Regions from separate parts of the Mus musculus genome. Here all the other regions are linked to region 6. The links are chromatin contacts, called in public HiChIP or PLAC-seq and promoter capture Hi-C maps. All regions are on one chromosome and are shown on one strand. The core of a region is the stretch at or near the end of the contact, and the rest is flanking DNA. Distances in the headings are between cores, read along the strand shown.

Region 1 (2,802 bases), core at 224-2,723, 1.8 Mb before region 6:
AATAACCAAACAGTTTTATATTTTATAACCGAGTGAAGTGGGACACCCTTGTACTATTAGAAAGCTACATATTACGAAAATCAGTTTGTTGGTTGTTGCTTTAATGGGAAGCTTCCTCTTGAGACTTTTGCCCAGTCAAGTTTTAGAGTAAACTACACATTCAGTGTTTGCAAAAACTTTTCCTTAAAGGGAACTGGGCGGCCATAAGGGATCGAGGCGGCCGCGCTTCGGGAGTGTCATTTTCGGTTTTTTAGGAATTAAAGTGAAATTAAAGTTGGAGGGGAAAGCTTAATTTTCCAACGACCACTCTTCCTTTCCCCAGATGCCTGCCTGGTCGCAGCCCGGGAGCCGAAGGTTGCGTTGCTGCTTTCGGACACATTTGCAGTTAACACACCCGGCTCTTTCAGCGATTCGTGTTGGGACCTCGGTCACAGGAAGGACTTTCTGTGCTTTAGTATCGTTTCTAGGGCAGCGCTTTTGTTTTGCCAACTCCAGCGGAAGACACGAGGATGAAACCCCGGGAAAGCTTTATCTCTGGCACCTCCAGTGTATATGTTTTTCTCTTTGGACTTATCAGGAAGAGAGGTGTTCGTGCGACCACAACCCCAAGGCCAGACTAAGAGCTAATGGTATTTTCAGAGGGGAGAAGGGAAGAAAGAAAAGAAAATCAAGTTGACAGGCGAGCTCTGCAGTTTCCACGAACATATTACGGGTTGACCACGCGGCCTCTTCACCCACCCACAAAAACCCCTGTACTCCGCTTTGGATCACTATACCTAATAGTCATGAAATTTAAAATCGTACCCAGTCTTCAAAAAATAACTCTGAAAAAGGCATATTTATTACTTTAAAAAAAATCACTCAGAATCCAGCCACGAGGCCCTCGTCCTACAAAATAGCGATTCATAGGCTTGTTACTTTGGGTTTCCCGTCTGCTGAATTTTATTTAGAAGCCAGTGATTAGAGTGGTTTCTCTAGTCCTCTCTCCTGCGGCCCCCTAACTGAGTTTACTTTACACCCTATCTCTGGATCCCGAACCTGCGTTACTTCAGCTCTGGTGCCTAAGAGTCAACTTCACAAACTGCAGGGGACAGACAGGAGGGCCTAACACTATCTTTGAGTTAGAATTACTTCTCCAGAAGTCCCAATCTTAAGTTTCTTATTTTTTACTGCCTATAAACTTATTGGCCTTTTATCTTCCGAAACAAAACACACTTAGAAACTTAAGTAAGAATTTTTGGGTACGCATAGTTCCCTTTTATGGGGTGGATGGAATTGAGTTTTTTTCAGTGCTTTAAGGAAAAAAAAAAAGCGTCTTTAAACAAACGGAGAAGGGTCCTGGAGGAGGACTATGGGGCCAGCTGCCCTTCCTAACTTCTCAGTCTGAGACTTTGGCATCTTCCGGGCAAGCGTGGGTTCAGGGCTTGCGGGGCAGATTGGCTGGCAGTTCCGTAAACCCAGGCTGGATGGAAGGCCGCAGTGCCCCCGGGCCCCAGAGCGGGTTTCATTTCTGCAGGGACCTCACCGGCGTCCCGCCGGGCGCTGTAAATCAGCCTTTCCTTGCTAGGAGCGCGGGGATGAGCACCGGCTCTCACCCTACGCCGCCTCCGGGGTCCATCAATCAAGCTCTCCCGCCCCAGCCTGAGTGCCGCCCGGGGCGCCTGCTTTGTGTCAGCCTGCAGCGGGCCTGGGTGGGGCGCCCCAGGGTTCGCAAGGGTCTGGAACACCCCTCAGTTTTTCCCACCCCGGGACGTGGTGACTGGAACCGTGATCTCTAATCTACAGAGCGAGTCCCCTCCTTTGCTGACGCCCCAATCCTTCCCCACTTCGTGTGATCCCTTCAACAATGTCACCCCAGAAGGGGCGAGGAGGATTCGTCACTAGCAACTTGATTTCCCCAGCAAATCCCGTTTCTGGACCTCAGTTTCTTGACTGTAAAACGATAGTTCCTTCTTCCTTCCTTCCTTCCTTCCTTCCTTCCTCCCTTCCTTCCTTCCTTCCTTCCTTCCTATCATCTACCATCAATCATTTATCCATTTTTATCTAGTTCCAGTGTTCTTTTGTTTGTGGAGAAGCATGAGCCTTTTGCCCTATACAATTTTTAAAAAAATTCCTTTCCTTCCGCTCAGATCTTCCCTCAGTGTCGTGCGCCTCACTCCACCCCTCCCTGCTCCCTGTTCTTTACAACTTACTGGGCACCAGACCATTGCAAAAAGCAACTCCATCCCTCAAGACACAGACCAGAACCTTGGGGAACTGAGCCCCGACCCGCCCTATTCCTTCTGGAGAGGCCACCAGGGGGCGACGCAGACCAAGAATAGAACAACAAGGAGCCACGTGTCTTTCTCCCAAAAATATTGTCAGGCTGGGCCTTGAACACTTTTCTTAGCTTCCCTATAGTGATTTCTTTTGCCATTTCCATTTGATCCTCGGCGCTCATACTAAATGGCTGTAGTCTGGGTACGTGGGGGAAGAAGGGTCACAAGCATAAGGAAGAGCAGCGGATGTCCAAGTGACAGAACACAGGAAATGTGCCAAATGCTAATCTTAAGCACCAAACTTTGATTCTTAGACTACGAAGGTCACACAATTTAGTGGGGTCTGGGCTGGAACCATCAGACTACAAAACTGAGGTGGAAAGCACACTCATGCATCCCTTCCTACTTTTTGGTTCTGTTTGTTTGTTTGTTTGTTTGTTTTTGTTTTTGTTTTGTTTGTTTGTTTGTTTGTTCCGAGACAGGGTTTTTCTGTATAGCCCCGGCTATCCTGGAACTCACTTTGTAGACCAGGCTGGCCACAAAC
Region 2 (2,942 bases), core at 3-2,502, 1.2 Mb after region 6:
AGGATTCCCCTCTCTCAAATGACTATAGCTTGTGTTAACATAAAGTTAGCCAGCACAGTCAGGGAGCTGGGGAAGGAGGGTCAGTTATTAAGAGTAAGAACAAAACTTCAGTTCCCAGGTTGCTCCCAGAACCTGAGACCCCTGACCTCCTGCACACGCGTACACATATTTGCATACATATGTGTGCATATACATAATCAAAAATAAAAGTAAATCATAAAATAAATAACGAATGGCAACAACAAAAAGATCTCAGGCACTGGTCTTGCAGGCTCCTGCTAGGGGGTGGCATGGAAGGCAATTCTGAATGGCAATACATCTTCTTTGCCACACGGGGCTCCACACTAGGCTTCTGGAGAAATTTTACATTTTGACTTTTTTCTTCCTTTCCTTGTTATTAAAAAACAAAAATATGAATTGAAAAAAATTAGGGGTCTGGGGTCTACTGGCACTACGTTAATGGACATGCTTCCAAACCTACCTAAACTTTGTTAGACATAACCTTTTATATGAACACTGTATGAACATGAATAATACACATGATAACACACATCTTGTTATACATTTGTTACGCATTTTAACGCCAAAATGAAGTAGTTCCGGACTACTCTCGTTCAACATCTTTCCACGCTTACCTGATATATCACAAGAGGGCGTTGGATCTGCGGTAACTACAGCTTGTGGTGAGATGCTGGGAACTGAAACCCAGCCCTCTGCAAGAACAGCAAGTACTTTTAGCCGTTGAACTGTATCTCCAACTGCATTCAAAAAGATTTTAAACGATGGCATTTTAACCCATTTTTCATGTCATTAAAATGTTTATTATAGTATACATACTATAGAAACCCCACATTTTTTGTGTCATTAAAATGTTTATTATAACACACATACATAATCCTACAGAGAACCTACTGTGACTTATCAAGCCATATTTCTATTGTTGGAAGCATTCATTCCATTTCAAGGCAAAAATAGGCGTGCTACAGCTGGACAGCTGCGGAAGTGACCGTGCCGGGGTGCGCACTGCCTGCCGAGGCCGTACCCCCAAGTTTTATACCGCCAAACCAGGTGGCACATCGCTGGTGAGCACTGGCGCCGCGGGGGGCGTGGCGATATGCGGGGGCGTGGTCGGAGGTCGGGCCGAGGCGGGGCCTCGTGAGGAGGGCGGGGCCAAGCGCGGCGGCAAGCGGGTGCCGGCGCTGCCGTTCGCCGCTCGAGCTGCAGGTGGAGCTGTGCCGCCGCGCTGCCTCCAGGAAGCCTCACGGGCCTTCGTCGGCCTGGCCGCGGCACCGGCTCCCAGGATGCAGTGTGGAGCGGCCGGGCGCTGACGGCGGCGGTGCGGCTGCGGGCGGAGCGGCAGCAGGCCGGCCTGCGAGGAGCGCGGCGGGGAAGGTAGCGGCAGGCCCGGGCGGCGCTGCCGGCGGAGAGGACCCGGCAGCCGGGCCTGCGTGGGGCCGCGCGCCGCGGCGTCGACTTCCTTCGCGCCGAGCAGGACAGCGCAGGGCCATGGCCGAGGCGGCCGCGGCTCCGGTAAGGGCGGCCCGCGCGCTTGGCCTGCGCGGCCTCGGGCCCCGGAAGGCCGGGGCCCAGCACACTGTGCCGCAGGCCCCAGGAGGGCTTCCGGGCCAGACCGGGCCTGCGGGTCCTGTGGCTGCGGCGGGCGGCCGCGAGGTCCTCCGGGGCCTACCGGACCGGGTGGAGCCGAGCGCAGGGAACGGCCGTCCGCGCCCGGGAGGCCGACCTGCGCCAAGTTCCCGGTCTGCGCGTCCCCGGGCCGGGCTCCTTCCTCAGCGCCGGGCCGGTGCTTCCCTCTCCCAGCTCCCCCCAGCGGCCTGGTGGCACCTGGGAGGTGTCCGACGTCGATTCTGTAGACAGTGAGCACCCACTATGTGCCCAACCCTCCTCAGGCGGCACGCGAGGACTGCTCGTATTTGTCCAGCCAGGCTGGCGCTGCACTCAGCCCGGTTTAGGCATGATTTTGTCTGCACTGCAAACCTGTGGGGTAGTAACTATTATAGTTATTATTTCATACAAAAGAAAAGCTGAAGGCCCAACGAAGTTAACTTGCCAAGAATCTCAGCGAGAAAAGTGTGGGAAGACAGTGCTCTCACAGTTCAATGTCTGTAATAAGGAAAGCAGTCCAGGTACACGAGTAGCCTTATGGTCGAACAGAAAGAGGTCGTAGCCAACCTGGTGGAGGTTCGAATGCAGGTGCTTAGCAGACTCTGGTGCTCCTCCCGCCCAGCCAGGTAATCTGTGCTTCTGTGAGTTGAGTTAGCTAGGGTTTCTAGGGCTTGGGCAAAGAGAGGCAAGGGCCAGACACAGGACAGTGCAAAACTGGTCCACAAGCCTGGAGATATGGTTTTGGATATGAGGCTGCAGAAATGGAAGGGGCTGGGAAGGCCTGGGCTTCGTCATATGGGTAGGAAAGAGTTGAAGGAATTGGCATCAGTGACTCCGGTCTCAGAGTACTGGCTTCCCTAGCTGTTTGGCAATTGACTATCCCACCTTCGCTTTAAGTTAGCAAGGTGCTAGGCTTCAGTAGAGCACAACCCCTACTTCCAACTACACAGGTCAAAGACCATGGACCCCATTTAAAAAAAAAAATTAAACAAGAATGACATCAACAAGATAGATGTTTGTGCAAATGTCTTTGTGTAACACACAGATTGCAGCAGAGAGAATGGGTGGCAAAGTACAAGGATACGTCTGAAATAGACTCTAGTCTGGGGCAATCCCAGTCAGGGCTGGTCCTGAGGAGTAAGGGACCAGAAGTGTCCTCCACAGCACTTGCTCCCTCTAACAGTTCTGCCAGTCAGAACCCATCTGAGACCCACTGAACGTCCCCAGTCAGAGCCAGTGTCCTTCCTTCTGTACAGCCTGAGGAACTCTTGAGCACCACCCAGGCAAGCTTTTCTGCCTCTGGTCAAGCTCTCATGTCC
Region 3 (3,071 bases), core at 359-2,858, 1.5 Mb before region 6:
ACATCACTCAGAATGCAGTTGTTAGATCATTTTCAAGTGAGTAAAACCCAAAATTTGCTTTTTGCTTTGCAATTCATCTTCTCACCAGCAACTGCCCACTGTAAAGGCTCTCTGAGGCCCATAAAGGGACGGGACCTCAACGTGTGTTTCATGGAATAACTGAATCCTATTAAACTGAGGTTTATTTTCACCTTAGAAGCTCTGATGAATAAAACGGAAGATGGAGCCATTTTCATCCAGTAAAACAAACCTTTACTGGAGAGGGGAGAAAAAGGAGAAAGAAACTAAAATGTCAGTTGCTGATGCGTCATTCACCCGCTGCTCAGTAAATAAACATAACATCTATTAGTTGTCATGGAAACACTTGGCCTGACTCTGAGCCTCAAAGCTCCACAATAAAGAAACCCTGATATTTGAAGCTCGACACAAACAACTCCTTTGGCATTTCTCATGAGCTCACCAGCGAGCATTTTCCTCCGTTGCCTTCCTTCCTGGGACATGAATGCATTTGTTTCGGAGAAAAGAGACAAGTATCTTAGAAACCCATCAAAAACATTTGAATGCAGTACCTTGGCCATCTCTGCTCTCGCCGCTCCTCCCCCCACCTCTCTCTTAACCTCTCTGCCTGAGAAGAATTTAAATGGCTTGTTTAGTCACTGCACATTGTGCTTCCTGTGCTCTGTGCTGCATGAAAGGGATTGATTGAAACATTTATAGTAACCGCGTGGGCAGGAGGAACCAGGTTTTCTGCTCAGCATGGAACACTGTTAGATACATAATAAGCAGCCACAATACAGGCGGTAGAGGAGTATCCCGCCATTGTCTCCTCTTCAGGAAAGAATTTTTCGTTAGTATAGACTTGATGTGCATTCCCAACACTCAGTAAGAGAGTGGCAGCTCAGATGTGTGAACACAGATAAAGGATGCTTAAGCCTCCATCCCCGCCCCCCGCCCCCAAGGTAACTAACTGGTCGCAGAAATACTGCTCAAAAAAGTCAGATGATGTTCCTATAGAGTGTTTTTTTCTTAATTCGTGGAATCTCTAGCACGTCACAAAGCAGGAATGGATGAGTTTAAAGGTTTCAGCTGAGCATCACTGAAGTGTCAGGGTCCCCATTGTTAATAATCAACTGGGAACAAGCCCCACCTCACATCTGAAAGCAAGTGCCACATCTGAAAGCAAATGCTCGAATATTCAGCATTTCTAAAGCCCAGGAGAGTTGACAAGCTGGGCATAAATCAGAGTGATTTAAATTCCCGATTCCCTGGCTTTGTTCTAAGGATGCCCCACACACATTTATCCCTAACATCACACTGACCTGGACCAGAGCTGAGGGCCTGAGTGGATTGCAGCAGCTACAGCCCCAAGTATCAGACAGGAATGGCGGTGTCTGCCTCCCTCCAGGCCTCAGAACAACTCCTTCTGAACACTTTGCGACGTTCCATTAAGTCTTCTGAAATGGGCGGAGGGCAGATTTTATTTATCCCGATATTCTAATGGGCCCTTTTCATCTTTGCATGTAACTATCTCTGGATCTTTTCAGCCCTCATTAATTCATCTCTGGATACTCACAATGCTTTCAGCAGCCCCACGATAAGGAACTAATTGAAGAAGGGACACCGAATGGCTTCTGAATGGATAGGGGTTGGTCTCAGCATCTCAAAATGAACTCAGATGGCCCTTGCATCAGAAAGCCAGAGTCACAGGACCCACTGGGCTTCAGCCATCCTGAACCAGAAATCCCTGGGAGATGGTTCCCAGTAGGGAATCTAGGGAAAACCTTCTTAGTGACTGAAAGGAGAGCCCAGGAATCCGCACTGTGTAGTCACAGGGCCAGGCACATGTAGAGACTACTTAACATTCGCAGCGCTGATTTGAATGTGCCATTTGTTATGTGTGTCTCCAGAGAAAAATAACTGTTCACGTTGTCATTTCCCTATGTTTTATAAGTTACATCTCAGTCAGATTTGTCCCTTGCTTGGCAGTGTTCTCCCTTCCAGGAGCTGGTTTGAAGAGCAGCCTGCCTTGCCTCTTGAGAGCTCTATGGAGGGTGCCAGGATGTCATGATGTCACATCATCAGCAGGAGCTGAGGATCGGGACTCAGATCTCCCCTCCCACACGGCCTTGACTTCATCTCCTTCTACACCGATGAGCTTCCTCATAGCTGGAGTTTTGGACACAAATTATTTGTCACATAGGTTCAACCTCCTGGATTCTCTAATGCTGCTGCATCACGGACAGAGGAAGGGAAAGAATTGGTGCATGCTTTTTGGATGGTTCCGAAACCTTTACAGTGGGGCTAGTGAGATGGCTCAGCAGTTAAAAGCACTGGCTGCTCTTCTAGAGGTCATGAGTTCAATTCCCAGCAACCAGCAACCACATGGTGGCTCACAACCATCTATAGGGGAATCTGATGCCCTCTTCAGGCAGGCAGATATGTATGCTATAGAGCACTCATACATTAAATAAATAAAATTAATGAGAGAGAGAGAGAGAGAGAGAGAGAGAGAGAGAGAGAGAGAGAGCGAGCGAGCTAGCTCCAGGGATTGGCTATAAATTCTCTGGGGCCATCCAGGTATGCAAACACTCCTGTCACCTCTCCATGCAAGAAAAGAGTTTCTTTTCTCTAGAAGTTTCCCTAGCAAATTAAGGAAAAGCAGAGTCAATTTCCATCAGAGCATGAAAGCATGGGAAACCTTTAAGCCATGGTACCATCAGCTAACCTTACCTCACTTCTGAGTGCGGCTTGCTTGGCACTGGCCTGGAACCAATCTAGAACCTTGTCATACGCTCCTGTCTGGATTGGTTGCCTAACATATACTCCATCTCTCAGCAAGGAGTCAAGTTGAATTTGTCCCACTTCCAGGTCTGGCTGGAATGTCAGCCTTCCCTAACATCCTTCCAGAACCCTTGCTGGAGAGGTCTGCGAATTCAGAGGGACTTTGGAGACAGGAGGTCTGACTTAATTTTTTCAGTTGTCACTGACAGGCTTAGGTGACCTTGCACAAGCTAGTTACTGTCCCTGAGCCTCAATGTCTTCTTACTGAACGGAGGTGACCATGTCAATTT
Region 4 (3,171 bases), core at 365-2,864, 1.2 Mb before region 6:
AAAGAAACCCAAGCCAAAACCAAACACTCCCCTCCCCCACATACACACATAAAACACAAACAAGAGCAACTCACAGCCAACTCGTTTATAAACGAAAAATGGTATCTTCTGTTCCACAAAGAAACGATATTGAGAGAACAATGACTTCAGTAAGAACTACTTTTTCTTTGGAGAAATAAGGAAGGCAGTATCAGGACTTGATTTAAGGACATATTGAATGTCTACAGATTTGCTACATCAGGTCTTTAAAAACTTTAAGAGTTTGATAAATAAGCCTATATACAAATAACTTAAAATAAACCTACATAAGGACTAAGTCTAAATGCTGAACGAGTACCCCCAAAAGCTAGGACAGTTTAATAACAATGAAAATACATCAGACCTCCTTATCTATGGTTCCCATATCCATGTCTTCAGAAATCAGCAGATCACATCACATACTATGTAGTTAGGCTTACAATATTCTCACCAATACAGAATGACTAGCGTTTTTGTCATTTTCCCTAAGTGACACCATACAGCACTGCATTTGGCAGTATAAGTTATAATCTAGAAATTATTTAAATATTGGGGAGATTGTGTAGATTATATACAAATATTACATCATTTCATGTGAAGGACTTAAACACCCATGGAATTCTGTATGGGTTCTGGGGATTGTTCTGGAATCAACTATCCCTGGGAATACCTAACAACTATACTCACACAAACTGACATCTTTGAGCAGATAGGACCAGTGGCTGGAAAGAGATCTATTGAGACTTTAGACCAGCCTTCTAACATCTCATGTTAATCTGATGGCGGAAGGAAAAGTGGTAGAATATAAACAAGCTCAACCAGAATATGTGAGTTCATACTGAGAAGGGCCCGGCACACACCAGGCATCTATAAACACACGATAAACTATGTCAAGGCTAGACAGAACATAGGGAATGGACCGACATTCATCTGAATTTGGGAGAGGGGAGTAATGAAGAAAACGTCCAGTGGCAGAATTTAAAGTGTCTGTGAGTTCGTTTTGAAGTACACCAGGAAAGTATGCTAAGGAGACTTCCATTTCCAATATGGTCAGAAGGGATGCCAAGTCTAGCGGATTCCCGGGAATCCTCTACTCAGGCGAATCCTGCTTCTCCCTTAAAGCTTGCCTGCACACCCTCCTCGTTTTCTACAAACACTAGGGGAAGAAAACAGGGACTCTGGGTAAGATGTGATCCTGTCTGCCACTTGTGCGTACCTTCCCCAGCTTTGAGGCTCTCACTGGGAGAGCAGGAAGATGGTTTAACAGAGTAAAGGTCACCAGCAGGCGTCCACTGCGAGGCCAGTGCAGTTGCGCCAGCCAGGAAGCCTTGACCAAGCCTGGGTAAAGGTCGCCAGCACACCGGCCGGCAGTCTCAGCACTCCCCGTGGGCGGAGGCCGAAGGAGTCCTAGGGCCGGGCGTTACCTGAGCCGAGCCACACCCGGATCCCAAGGGAGCATCGGCCCCGCTACTTGCCCTCGCCATCTCGCAGGCCAGAGGGTGACGTCACGCACGTCCACGCCTTACGTCCTAAGGCCTGTCGTAAGTGTCGGGCAAACGAGGCCTCTGAAGGAAGGGCGCCCTCTGGGCACATCCTACCATGCTAGCTCGCATGCGCGCGCACAAACCTGTCCTGGAGCCAATGAGGTGCGGTTACGTCACGGCGCAGCAGACGGCGCTACCGCACGTCGGGCCGCGGACGGGCGGAACAAGTGTGGTTGCACCGACACCGGTACATAGGCGCGGGCCGGCGTGTCCTTGGGCTAGAGCGCGGGACGTCTGTCTTCGAGTCCGAACGTTCGTGGTGTTGACCAGCCCGGAACGGTGAGCGCGCGACGGGGATGCGGACCGGGAACGGGGCGAGGAGGCCGGGGCAGGCCTAACCTACAAAGCCATGCAGAACTGTGGCACGGCTGGAGGCGGCGTGGGTGTAGGACCGGGGCCCGGAGTTCTAGAAGGAACTCGCCCGCCGCCCCTTCTGAGAGCAGAAGCTGCTGTTCCTTCAGGACTGGGCCAGTTCTTTTCCTGATTAAGCATCTGGGAGGGTGGGTTTGTAAAGTCGTAGTCACCCCTGGGATCTCAACGTGAGAGTGAGACGGTTCCTTCCCCAGTCCTCCCTCGCCTTCCCGTGCCGGACTAAAGCAAGAGAGAAGAGACTTAACCTCCTAATGAGACCGGAGCAGGCGGAAGCACTTAGGATCACCCCCAGCCTCCCTTATCTTTGGAAGTGACTTTAATCGGCAGCACTGACAGCAGTTTAGCATTCTGAAATGTTAAGAGTTGTAGTGGTTTTGCTTTAATGAGTCCGGTTTCATATTTGTGACTTTTTGACCTTGCCTTCTTCGGAAACTGGGGTTTGAGCTGTGGGTTTCCATTTCCCTTGGCATGGACCTGTCTTGAGCACAGACTTGCTTTAAAGGAGAGTCTCCTAGGTGATGTATTTGCTATTGAAGAATATTGCAAGTGGACTGAGTTAGCACCCTGCCTGGTGTTAAGAGGACATAAGAATAGCGGTTTGAATGGTCATTGGGATCCGTAGTACGTTTTACTGTTGGATCTTTTCCCTTTTAGAATTAAAAATGGGTGATGTTGAAAAAGGCAAGAAGATTTTTGTTCAGAAGTGTGCCCAGTGCCACACTGTGGAAAAGGGAGGCAAGCATAAGACTGGACCAAATCTCCACGGTCTGTTCGGGCGGAAGACAGGCCAGGCTGCTGGATTCTCTTACACAGATGCCAACAAGAACAAAGGTAACGGGGGGAGCTGCTGTCAGCCACAGCACAGGTTGCTTGGGTTAACCAGTGCAGAATTACCAGGTGTGTAAAACACTTAACCTCTGCATCTCTTTCTGTTTAGGCATCACCTGGGGAGAGGATACCCTGATGGAGTATTTGGAGAATCCCAAAAAGTACATCCCTGGAACAAAAATGATCTTCGCTGGAATTAAGAAGAAGGGAGAAAGGGCAGACCTAATAGCTTATCTTAAAAAGGCTACTAATGAGTAATTCCACTGCCTTATTTATTACAAAACAAATGTCTCATGGCTTTTAATGTACACCATAATTTAATTCACACACCAAATTCAGATCATGAATGGCTAGCAATGTTTTTGTTGGACAGTCCTGATTTAAGTAAAACTGACTTGTCATAAAGTGG
Region 5 (2,813 bases), core at 223-2,722, 1.5 Mb after region 6:
TACAGATAAAATAATAAAAGTTAAAAGAAATGGAGCTATTTTTGTTTTATGTTGGAGGAGAGGTCATAGGTTTGTGTGTATCTGGTTTTGTTTGTTTTGAGACGAGGCATTACTCTCTTGTCCAGTTTAGCTTTGAATTTCTGGGCTAAAATGATCTGCTTTAGACTCCAAAGTAGTTGAAACTACAGAAAAGAATTATATCAGAATAATAAAAAAGGTAGAACCATCACTGAGTTCTACAGAAAACACAAGAGACTGCAGTAATCTCTTGTGGTTTAACCTAGATAGAATCAATCATAAACCTCATGAATCCAGAGCATGTAGGTTGTGTGCCTGTCTAGTCTTAATTTAGTTTTCAAAACATATAATCTGAACTTCTGGCTGTGGACATGCATGCAGGAATTGTCACAGATACACTAGTAGATAGACAATCCCAATGGACTACTTCTCTAGAGAGAGATCTGCAGGAGTAAAGGAAAACACATATTCAAATTGGCCTAGGAACCTAGCCTAATAGTGCTAAAATGACAACCCAGGGGAGTAGTGATAAATACAGCTCATTTTCTCCTCCTGTATACATCAGAAAATATTGCAGGACTCTCTAAGATTTATTTATTTAGCCTCATTTGTCTTCTACGTCATATCATATGTTAATCCACAGGTGCTAACCCTAATGCCAGTACAGCTTTCTTTTCTGACATGCAAACCTAGTTTCTTTTCCAAAACACTCACGGTTATTTCTAGATCTAAATCACTAGATTGGTTATCTCTCTCTCTCTCTTCAGAAAAATCATAATACAAGGCAACGTTCAGACAAGACTCTGACTTATAGACTTAGTCATGGAGTCCAAGTTGTAATTTTTCTTTTCTTTCTTTCTTTCTTTCTTTCCTTTCTTTCTTTTTTTTTTTTTTTTGCGACAGGATATCACTAAAAGTCATGGGTCTCTGCCTCCACAGACCTGGAGTCAGCCCACCCAGCTCTGAAACAACTAATCTATTTCATATACCTCTCCGAACCTAGTATCTAGGAAAGAAACTCAAACTTTTATATGCTCAACAGAAAAAACAAGAAGCCAAAGAACAGGGGAACAGAGGCGGGATCTCTGATCTCACTTTTTCCCAAAAGTTCTGTCCTCTTTAGTTTCCTGCACAAGGACAGCCTCAGACGGACGAGCCTACACATGCACCCCACCATTTCCTTGAGTTTCTTACACGTGTTCTTCCTGCCAAGCTTGGCCAAAGGGAGCTGACCTCCCAACCAATCCCTCCCCTCGGAGTGCTCAAGCCCCGCCTCCCTGTGCAGGGCTGGTTGCCTTTGTTCTCCCCCGCACTCTTTCCGGACCTGGGCGCTCCAAGCAAACCGAGTGGCAGCCCGTGATTGGTGGTCGCGGCACAGCCAATCAGAAGGGGGCACCTCACACTAGGGCTCGGAGTTTTAAACGCGGAGCTGAGGGGCGCGCCCGCGCGGAGGGCTCAGGCAGCGGGGCGGGGCGGTGTAGGCGGGGCGCCACGGCTCTCGCCCTGATTCGTGCGGGGATTGGACGGGCCGCGGCTTCCTTACCTCCAACCAATCACCGGCCTGAACTTCCTGGAGGCTTTGGTGCGCTCCGGCGTCGCTCGGGAGGTCGGCGAGTGCTCTGCGGTGGCCGGTGTCTGCAGGCCCAGCTCTGCACCCAATCATGAAGCTCCGGAAAGCTTGGCTGTTGGTCCTGCTCTTGGCGCTGACACAGCTGCTGGCTGCTGCGAGCGCCGGAGATGCACACGAAGGTGAGCGGGAGGGCGGGTCGGAGGAGCAGCTCGCGTGGGTTGCAAACCTTGCTGGGGCCTGACAGGGTGCTTCGCTCACACCCCTGCGGAATTAGTGACCCGGTAGCAACGAACTTAATGGAGTTTCAGTGTAGGGCCGAATCTAGGGGTGTGGGCCTCTTTAGTTCCTACCTGAGACTAGGACACGGAGGGACGTGCCGAGTGCCTGGTTCGCAGCTCGTCTCTTTACCCTCACTACTGAGATTTGCCCCTTTGTTGAGTAAAATTTTCTGGAGAATACTCTCGTTTCCAAAACCGGTTTTAGAAAACGGAGGCGGGATGGCCGCTAGTAGGACCTGGAAGAGGCAGTCGCAGATACTGGGCATCTATATCAAGAAGTAGAAATAACTCAGGCTTTGTTTTCGTCTTTTATGGAAACTGGAGCTGCCGTATACAAGCATTTTATTCAGCGCCTTTTTTTGCCAGTCGCTGCACTGTGTTTTGAAAGTCGAGGCTGGTGGTGCATGTATTCTAGTAGGAACAGTATGTGTAACTCATAGACGTTATGCCCGCACCCTTTCTTCGAAATCCTCTACCGAAAACATAAAAACTTTGAAAATAGGAAGTACTAGTTAACGTTGTTCCTAGAGAACGGGTCTGATCGACACCTTTCCCTTCTAACCACTAACTTGTTGCCTACTAGGTTTAGTCTAATATAAACAAACCCCATTTTTAAAGTTTAGTGTGGAGGGGGAATGTGAACTTTATACTCCTAGGTTGAGTAAGATTCCTGTGGATCATTGATTTATGAGTCTTTGCCCAGGTAGGAAAGAGTAGAAATGAAGAGACTGCTGAAAGGGGCCAACTATCCGTCCTACCTATGAGTATATCTTGGCACTTTTGTCCAAACTGACTGAGGGCTCATTTCTTATAGAGACCCAAAATACATTGAAACAGAAAGAGGGCAGAGTCTTCATTTTAAGCAAATTTTTCACTTTTCAAAGCAGAATAGGCTTTGTGGGGGACACATGAAAGTTTGAGAACCAGTGTAGTTTGGTGTATGCTTT
Region 6 (3,114 bases), core at 313-2,812:
TTTTAAGGTTAATCAGAAATGTTTGCATGCGTATGCCCCCTTCCACAATTATTAACTGCTACTGTTCTAGCAATCATTAGAAGGCTCCCCTTTCCCTAAAGATATCACACAGTCACATAAATCATCATGTCTCGACTCAAAATAGTACATACAGGGCATACACGTTAAATAAAAATGAAATTCAGTTAAAGTTTTATAAAGCTTTCCTTGAAAACCCAATGTCAATAACATTGAGAAAGCAAGGGTAAAAACAACTGACAGAACCTGAACACGTTGAAGTCGTTCCTGATCAGATTTACTGCATTCACTCAATGTGTCTCCAGACAAAAACTATAACCTGGGAACAGAAATCCTAAGTGGGTGTCAGGTGATGGTGGCGCACACCTTTAATCCCAGCACTAGGGAGGCGGAGGCAGGAGGATCTCTTGAGTTTGAGGCCAGCCTGGTCACGAATAAATGCGTAAGGGGATTTATAGTTTTCTGGTCTACTGAGTGAGTTCCAGGACAGCCAGGGCTACACAGAGAAATCCTGTCTAGAAAATGAGAGAAGGGGAGTGGGGAGGAGAGAAACGACTGAACCATTAGAAACAGTACAGAAAGTTGACATAGGGCAAAGCTGCAAAGGATCTGACGGACAAAGCCTTTAATCTCCTTTTAAGGGTTTCCTATGGGACCAGGCTAGGGAGGTGGGGGAGGTGAGTCCTTGTACAGTTATATACAGAGCTGATCCCCAGGAAAGCAGAGTCATCAATTTCCTTAGAACATTCTCAGCCATCTTAAAGGGGCGGAAATTAAGAAGCCAGCATATCTTAAGGAATTCTCTGCATGTAAGAAGTAAAAATATAAACTGAACACACAACCTAGTGATTAACCAAAAGTCCACACACTTCGAATCACATTCAAAACATCTTTTCATCAAATGAAAAACTCAAGGTGTAATAGCTTATTATCCATAAATCTAACAACTTAAAACTGTATGAGATCTCCATCTGCTGGATGAAACACATCGGCTTGGAGCCATTGCTTAGCCTGAATGAAGCAGCAGGCAGAGGGACGCCAGGGGTTCGAATCCTGGCTGCCTGGCCATTCAATTGCCACCGCCTGTACCTACAGCAGATAAAGTTCCTCCCCAGCCTCCCAGGAGAAGAGTTTGGCAGGTTTAATGGGCATTTCACGTCCTTCTCCTAACGAGAGAATTGAGCTGTCAAGAGTGGAGCACAAATGAGCGCGGCCGCAGAGACTGCCCATCCCCGCAGAGCACCGCGGAGCCCGGCCCGGCGGTCGAGGCTGTCAAAGTAGCAAAGCCGGGGCCGCAGGGACACCGCCTCCCGCCTCCCCAATCTCCTCCGTCTGACCTGGCCTGCTGGTTTCCTTTCAATCACGCGGGCCGCCGCCGCGGGGCTCACAAACTGGAAGTACAGCCACAGCCCGCCACGGGAGGGCGTTAGCGGCGCCGCAACAGCCTGCGGGCCAGGACGGAGGTAGGACCGAGAGCGCTCGGCACCCGGGGACGCTACTCCCGGTTTCCGCTCCGCCTCCCGGCCACCCTTCCCCCATTCTCCGGCCAGGGCCTACTGCGCGCGGCATTGTGGGGAATGTAGTCCCGCCTTGCGGAGAGACAGCACGTGCTGTTGGCCCAGGGGCTCAGGGCGACGCGGTTGCTTAGCAACTAAGAGGCGCAGCAGCTGCATTGCTACTAGAGAAAACTCAGCACCCTATTCGCCACTAGTGGTGAAGCATCCTACTATCTACCTTCCACTAGAAAAGAAACCCCTAATGCTGTTGTCTGACACTAGAGGGCATCCTAGTGTTGGAGAGTCCAATGTCCCCATGGTGCTCCTGAAGGTCCTCACTCAGGGAAATAGGATAAAAAAATAACTAAAAGGACTAAAGACTAATAGAAACAAACTATCCTTTTCTGAGGACTGGAGACCTAGCTCAAAAGTTCAGACAGTTTGCTGAGGGACCAGAAGACCAGAGTTCAATTACCAGCTCCCACATCAAGAGGTTCATAATCTCTTGGAACTCCAGCTCCAAGGGATCCCATCTGCTTCTGGCCTCTGCAGACCTCAGCACACTCACACACAATTACATGAATACAAATAAAGTGTTTTAAAGATATTCTTGTCACGGATGGTATAAATATGTATACACATGACAAATACAAAACAACTTGTAGACAAATTATTACAATTAATAAGAGTTTAACAAAGTTAATACATTTTTAAAAAATCAAGTACTTCGGGACTTGGTATGCAGCTTAGTGGTAGAACACTTGGCTAGCATGAATATGGCCCTGATTAAATGCTCAGCACACACAAAATTACACGTTAAAAAGTCAAATTGGGCTGGAAAGATGGCTGAGCCCTTGTGCTTAGAGAGCACTCGGGTTTAGTTTCCAGAATCCACATGGTGGCTCACAACCATCTGTCACCCCATTTCTGGATATCTGACAGTCTTCCTCTGGCCTCACCAGGAATACAGTTGGTACACTAAGGTATATGCAAGCAAAATACCAATACTCATAAAATTCTCTCTCCCTCTGTCTCTCTCTATCTGTGTGTGTATATGTCTCTGTGTGTGCCTCTCTCTGTGTGCCTCTCTGTGTGCATCTCTCTCTCTGTGTCTCTGTGTGTGTCTCTGTGTGTCTCTCTCTCTGTGTCTCTGTGTCTTTCTCTGTGTGTTTCTCTCTCTCTCTCTCTCTGTCGCTCTTTCACACATACATACACACACACACACACACACACACACACACACACACACACCAAACAAAACAGGAGGACCTGGAAATCAAATGCAGCCTGGGAAAGACAGTTTTAACAGCAACAAACAAAAGACAAGCCTTAAGAGTGGAATGAGACCCTTGAAATATATAAATCAAGAAAGGCCTTGTACTCAGAATGTACAAAGAATTTTAATCACAAGAAAAAGAATCAAGGGCAAAACAAAGTGTTCCATCTGTAGAACACCAGCACATGTAGGGGTTTATTAATACCTTGTATGAGGATAGTTTGATCCTCCACGTCACAGTAGAAGGAGGGGAGGAGAAGGAAAGGGGGATCCAACCAGGGCCCTAACTAAGGAGAAAAAAAACCCATGTAACCAATGCACAAA
Region 7 (2,746 bases), core at 219-2,718, 1.1 Mb before region 6:
AGTCCAAAGGTTGGATTTGCCTGTAGCAAAAACATTTCTGTGGGATAAAAGGCATGTATTCGGTAGAAAAGCTGGCCTGGATGCAACAAGATGATTTGGAGTAGGGAGGGGAAAAAAAGTGAGTGTGACTCAGGCACCTGAGCTGGGCGTGGGCAAGGTGCCTCAGGCCTGCTCCTCGGTGCTCCTTCCGGTTTGGTGTAGTTTAGGAAGCCCTGCATCATTTATATAGGGATTGCCGAGTGCTAGGGCTCACAGCATCAAGAAAATCTGCTTTCTTCGTCAAACTTCCCCGGCCACCTGGCAGAGCCAAAGACAGTTCCAGAGAGTGTATCCGTGGAAGGTTCCAGAAAGTGAATATCCAAACCTAGTGAATGAAACATGGTTTATACAGATGTGAGAAAGAGCCTCAGAGACGTTCATACAGGGTCAGCCTGACAACGGTCAGCCGCTGGTGGAGGCATGTACTTGGCACTCTGGAACATCTAGAGTGTCAGCAGCTGAGCCAAAGGAGCCAACATGCCCAGTTCGGTGAGGCAGGCCAGATGGATCTTAAAGGGGTTAAATACATCTGCAGTTCCTAGTGCCCAGAAAGCGTTTCCTGAGCCTGAGAGCTGCTGAGTCCTTCCTGCTATGGGAGCCTATTTGAGAACCTCCTCCCAGAGGACTTCAGGGGCCTGAGCTTCTTCCATCACCCCTTCGGAGGCTCTCTGCATGGCGCTCTCTGTGCTAACAGTTCACCAATGTTTTCCTGATTATTCACATATATATATATATATATACTCTCTTTGGTTTATCGTCTGCGTCCTCTCTAAAATGTAGGTTCTGAGAGGGCAGAAACCCGGTGTGCCTTTACCGCAGGTGCAGGATCACATCTGTTCCTGGCATTCATCATTCCCTGCCCACCGGGCCACCTGCGGCGCTGGACTCATGTGCGGTTTGCAAATTGACCTCAAATTATCAGTGGCTGACATCCAAGCTAGGATTCTGGCAAGTGGGCGGTGAAGTCGGATGGGCCTGGACATCTAGCCAGATGCTCCTGCGTTTCGATCGCAAACTACACTGCATCTTCTTTCCTAACCTATGGACGGGAACTGTAACAACAACAACAACAACAACAACAACAACAACAACACCTTTCTCCCTTCCTGCCTCCTCTGTAACCCTATACCAATCTGGACAACTGCTTCTGGGGGCCAGGTCCCCAAAGTCCGAACCAGTTTCTAATATCTTGTGTCTAACCCTTGGCTCACCACATATTTCCCCCTTATTTATTCTCAGCTCTTTTCAGTGTTCAAGTGATTATTGTCCGTTGGACTACTTTAGTCCCCTGGAATCTTCTCCTTAAAACAGCTCCTTTCGCGCGAACCTCAACTTCCTCCTAAGTCATTCACTAAATATTTATTGAAAGCCTAAGGGGCACACACTACTCTAAGGATGCTGGGAGCCGCTGCCCCGCCCAGCCACACCTACCATCACTCTCCACCGCTCCACACGCCCTGAACCCTGGCTGGCGTCACGGAATCCGCCTGCAGCTTCCAAGTCCAACGCCTCACCGCCTTCCCCCGATGACTCCTGATTGGTGGGAGTGGGAGCCACTCTGCTGCCCCCCCTCCACCGCCCTTTTCACGTTATTCCGCCCAGTGGAGAACTCAGGCTCCTCCTCTTAGCTCCCTCCCCTCGCTCCAGCTCTTCAGCTAATTGCCCGGCAGCGCGCGCCCTAAAGTTCTAGGCGAAGTATTGAGAACTGGTCGCGGGGATCGCACACCGGCCAGTAGCAGGGGACCAGGGACCCCGGCACCAGGAGAGCTGGTGCACTGCGCGGGCTCTCGCCCACCATCTGTCTGCGAGCAGCGCTCGGCGCCCCAGTCTCCTGCGGCTGGTGCTGGAACTGCCGTCGGCTGAGACTTGCAGGGACCCGAGAAGCCCGGTTTGCGTCCTTCTCGGTCTGAAGCACGCACTGGGGAATCGAGAAGCGTCCCCAGCAGCGGAACACTTAGGTGAGCAACAGGGCGTCCGCCCGCCTGGGGTTGAGCTGTGGTGGAGGCCCCGAGAAGGCTCGGGGACGCAGCCATTCTCTATGGTTCAGACTGTGTCTGTGGTGGTCCCGGGAAGCCCGGGTCCACGGGGCAGCCCTGAGACTAGGAGGTCGTCTGTCGTGTAAGCGCCAGTTTTCTGGGAGGAAGCACTCTGGTGCTGCTCACCCTGGAGCTGTGCCCCTCGAGTTACAGCCTGGCGGGGATGGACCCGGAGAAGGAGCGGATCTCAGGAGCCTGCGTGCGGGTGCATGAGGATGCCGCGTAGAGGAGCTGTCCCGGCACAGCCTGGCGCTGTGACGGGCTGGAGGCACAGGAAACCTGCTTAATTCTGCCAGGAGGAAGGCTTTACTACACCCTCGAGCTTGGGGCCCTGCGGTGCAGGCACCTCGCTCTTCGGCCTCCCCAGTCAGGTCACACCGCTCCACAGTGTCTGCACTGGGACCGAGAGCACCCTTCCCTTGGGGCTTCAAGCACTCAGCGGGTGATTGGTGCCTCTGGCGTCTCCCGTGGCATTGTCTTGTGTCCTTCAGACACTTCTTAACCAGCCGCGCGCCTCCCAGACTGTTGGAGCTGAGAGGGACATAAAGTTGTCTCTCACCTTGTGTCAGGGAACGGGGCTGGGGCATTGGAGTCCCCTCCGATGTCGCAGTGCCCTAGGAATCTGATTACTTGATGAGATCGTTTGGGTAGTGTATTTTATTTACACTGTA

What was found. Promoter capture Hi-C pulls out the DNA fragments that hold promoters and counts their contacts. HiChIP or PLAC-seq counts read pairs in DNA pulled down with a chosen protein or histone mark.
Region 1: a contact with region 6 is called in an H3K27ac HiChIP or PLAC-seq map of microglia, with 7 times the contacts expected there. The contact joins the enhancer-like site here to the promoter of Ccdc126 in region 6. A contact is called at or near these places in 2 of 39 promoter capture datasets (hippocampal neurons and liver), 1 of 484 Hi-C or Micro-C datasets (muscle stem cells), 2 of 115 datasets of contacts at active chromatin or transcription factors (microglia and pancreatic cancer cells) and 1 of 9 other capture datasets (adipose tissue).
Region 2: a promoter capture Hi-C map of liver shows a contact between it and region 6, with 2.8 times the contacts expected there. The contact joins the promoter of Zfp746 here to the promoter of Ccdc126 in region 6. A contact is called at or near these places in 3 of 39 promoter capture datasets (hippocampal neurons, liver and pre-B cells), 1 of 115 datasets of contacts at active chromatin or transcription factors (pancreatic cancer cells) and 2 of 9 other capture datasets (adipose tissue and embryonic stem cells).
Region 3: a contact with region 6 is called in a promoter capture Hi-C map of hippocampal neurons, with 5 times the contacts expected there. The contact joins the promoter of C530044C16Rik here to the promoter of Ccdc126 in region 6. A contact is called at or near these places in 1 of 39 promoter capture datasets (hippocampal neurons) and 1 of 115 datasets of contacts at active chromatin or transcription factors (pancreatic cancer cells).
Region 4: a promoter capture Hi-C map of pre-B cells shows a contact between it and region 6, with 8 times the contacts expected there. The contact joins the promoter of 5430402O13Rik here to the promoter of Ccdc126 in region 6. A contact is called at or near these places in 14 of 39 promoter capture datasets (the 3T3-L1 cell line, the C10 cell line, the HPC-7 cell line and 8 more), 3 of 115 datasets of contacts at active chromatin or transcription factors (astrocytes, pancreatic cancer cells and thymic regulatory T cells) and 2 of 9 other capture datasets (adipose tissue and liver).
Region 5: a promoter capture Hi-C map of pre-B cells shows a contact between it and region 6. The contact joins the promoter of Pdia4 here to the promoter of Ccdc126 in region 6. A contact is called at or near these places in 2 of 39 promoter capture datasets (embryonic stem cells and pre-B cells).
Region 7: an H3K27ac HiChIP or PLAC-seq map of embryonic stem cells shows a contact between it and region 6, with 3 times the contacts expected there. The contact joins the promoter of Osbpl3 here to the promoter of Ccdc126 in region 6. A contact is called at or near these places in 3 of 39 promoter capture datasets (hippocampal neurons, liver and pre-B cells), 3 of 115 datasets of contacts at active chromatin or transcription factors (astrocytes, embryonic stem cells and pancreatic cancer cells) and 1 of 9 other capture datasets (embryonic stem cells).

The regions. Positions count from the first base shown.
Region 1 is chr6:51,167,737-51,170,538 of GRCm38.p6, reverse strand. No RefSeq gene overlaps it. Among named protein-coding and RNA genes, the nearest start is that of Gm32328, 2.7 kb to the right of the region's middle. Within about 2 kb of position 1,473, at least 84 of the 459 cell types and tissues checked have an H3K27ac peak or open chromatin away from gene starts, as enhancers often do. A contact at or near this core is called in adipose tissue, microglia and muscle stem cells, where this site is marked.
Region 2 is chr6:48,084,903-48,087,844 of GRCm38.p6, reverse strand. It overlaps Zfp746 (zinc finger protein 746), which reads left to right and starts at 1,252. Exons shown (of 7, transcript NM_001163475.1): 1 at 1,252-1,530. The coding sequence starts at 1,507.
Region 3 is chr6:50,774,652-50,777,722 of GRCm38.p6, reverse strand. C530044C16Rik (RIKEN cDNA C530044C16 gene) reads right to left here and starts at 1,608. Exons shown (of 5, transcript NR_045984.1): 1 at 1,574-1,608; 2 at 1,320-1,454.
Region 4 is chr6:50,565,086-50,568,256 of GRCm38.p6, reverse strand. It overlaps 5430402O13Rik (RIKEN cDNA 5430402O13 gene), which reads right to left and starts at 1,614. Exons shown (of 3, transcript NR_027892.1): 1 at 1,235-1,614. It overlaps Cycs (cytochrome c, somatic), which reads left to right and starts at 1,688. Exons shown (of 3, transcript NM_007808.5): 1 at 1,688-1,841; 2 at 2,589-2,765; 3 at 2,872-3,171. The coding sequence starts at 2,597. The coding sequence ends at 3,020.
Region 5 is chr6:47,812,171-47,814,983 of GRCm38.p6, reverse strand. Pdia4 (protein disulfide isomerase associated 4) reads left to right here and starts at 1,472. Exons shown (of 10, transcript NM_009787.2): 1 at 1,472-1,767. The coding sequence starts at 1,680.
Region 6 is chr6:49,317,722-49,320,835 of GRCm38.p6, reverse strand. Ccdc126 (coiled-coil domain containing 126) reads right to left here and starts at 1,562. Exons shown (of 3, transcript NM_175098.6): 1 at 1,356-1,562.
Region 7 is chr6:50,455,076-50,457,821 of GRCm38.p6, reverse strand. It overlaps Osbpl3 (oxysterol binding protein-like 3), which reads left to right and starts at 1,468. Exons shown (of 24, transcript NM_001347213.1): 1 at 1,468-1,997.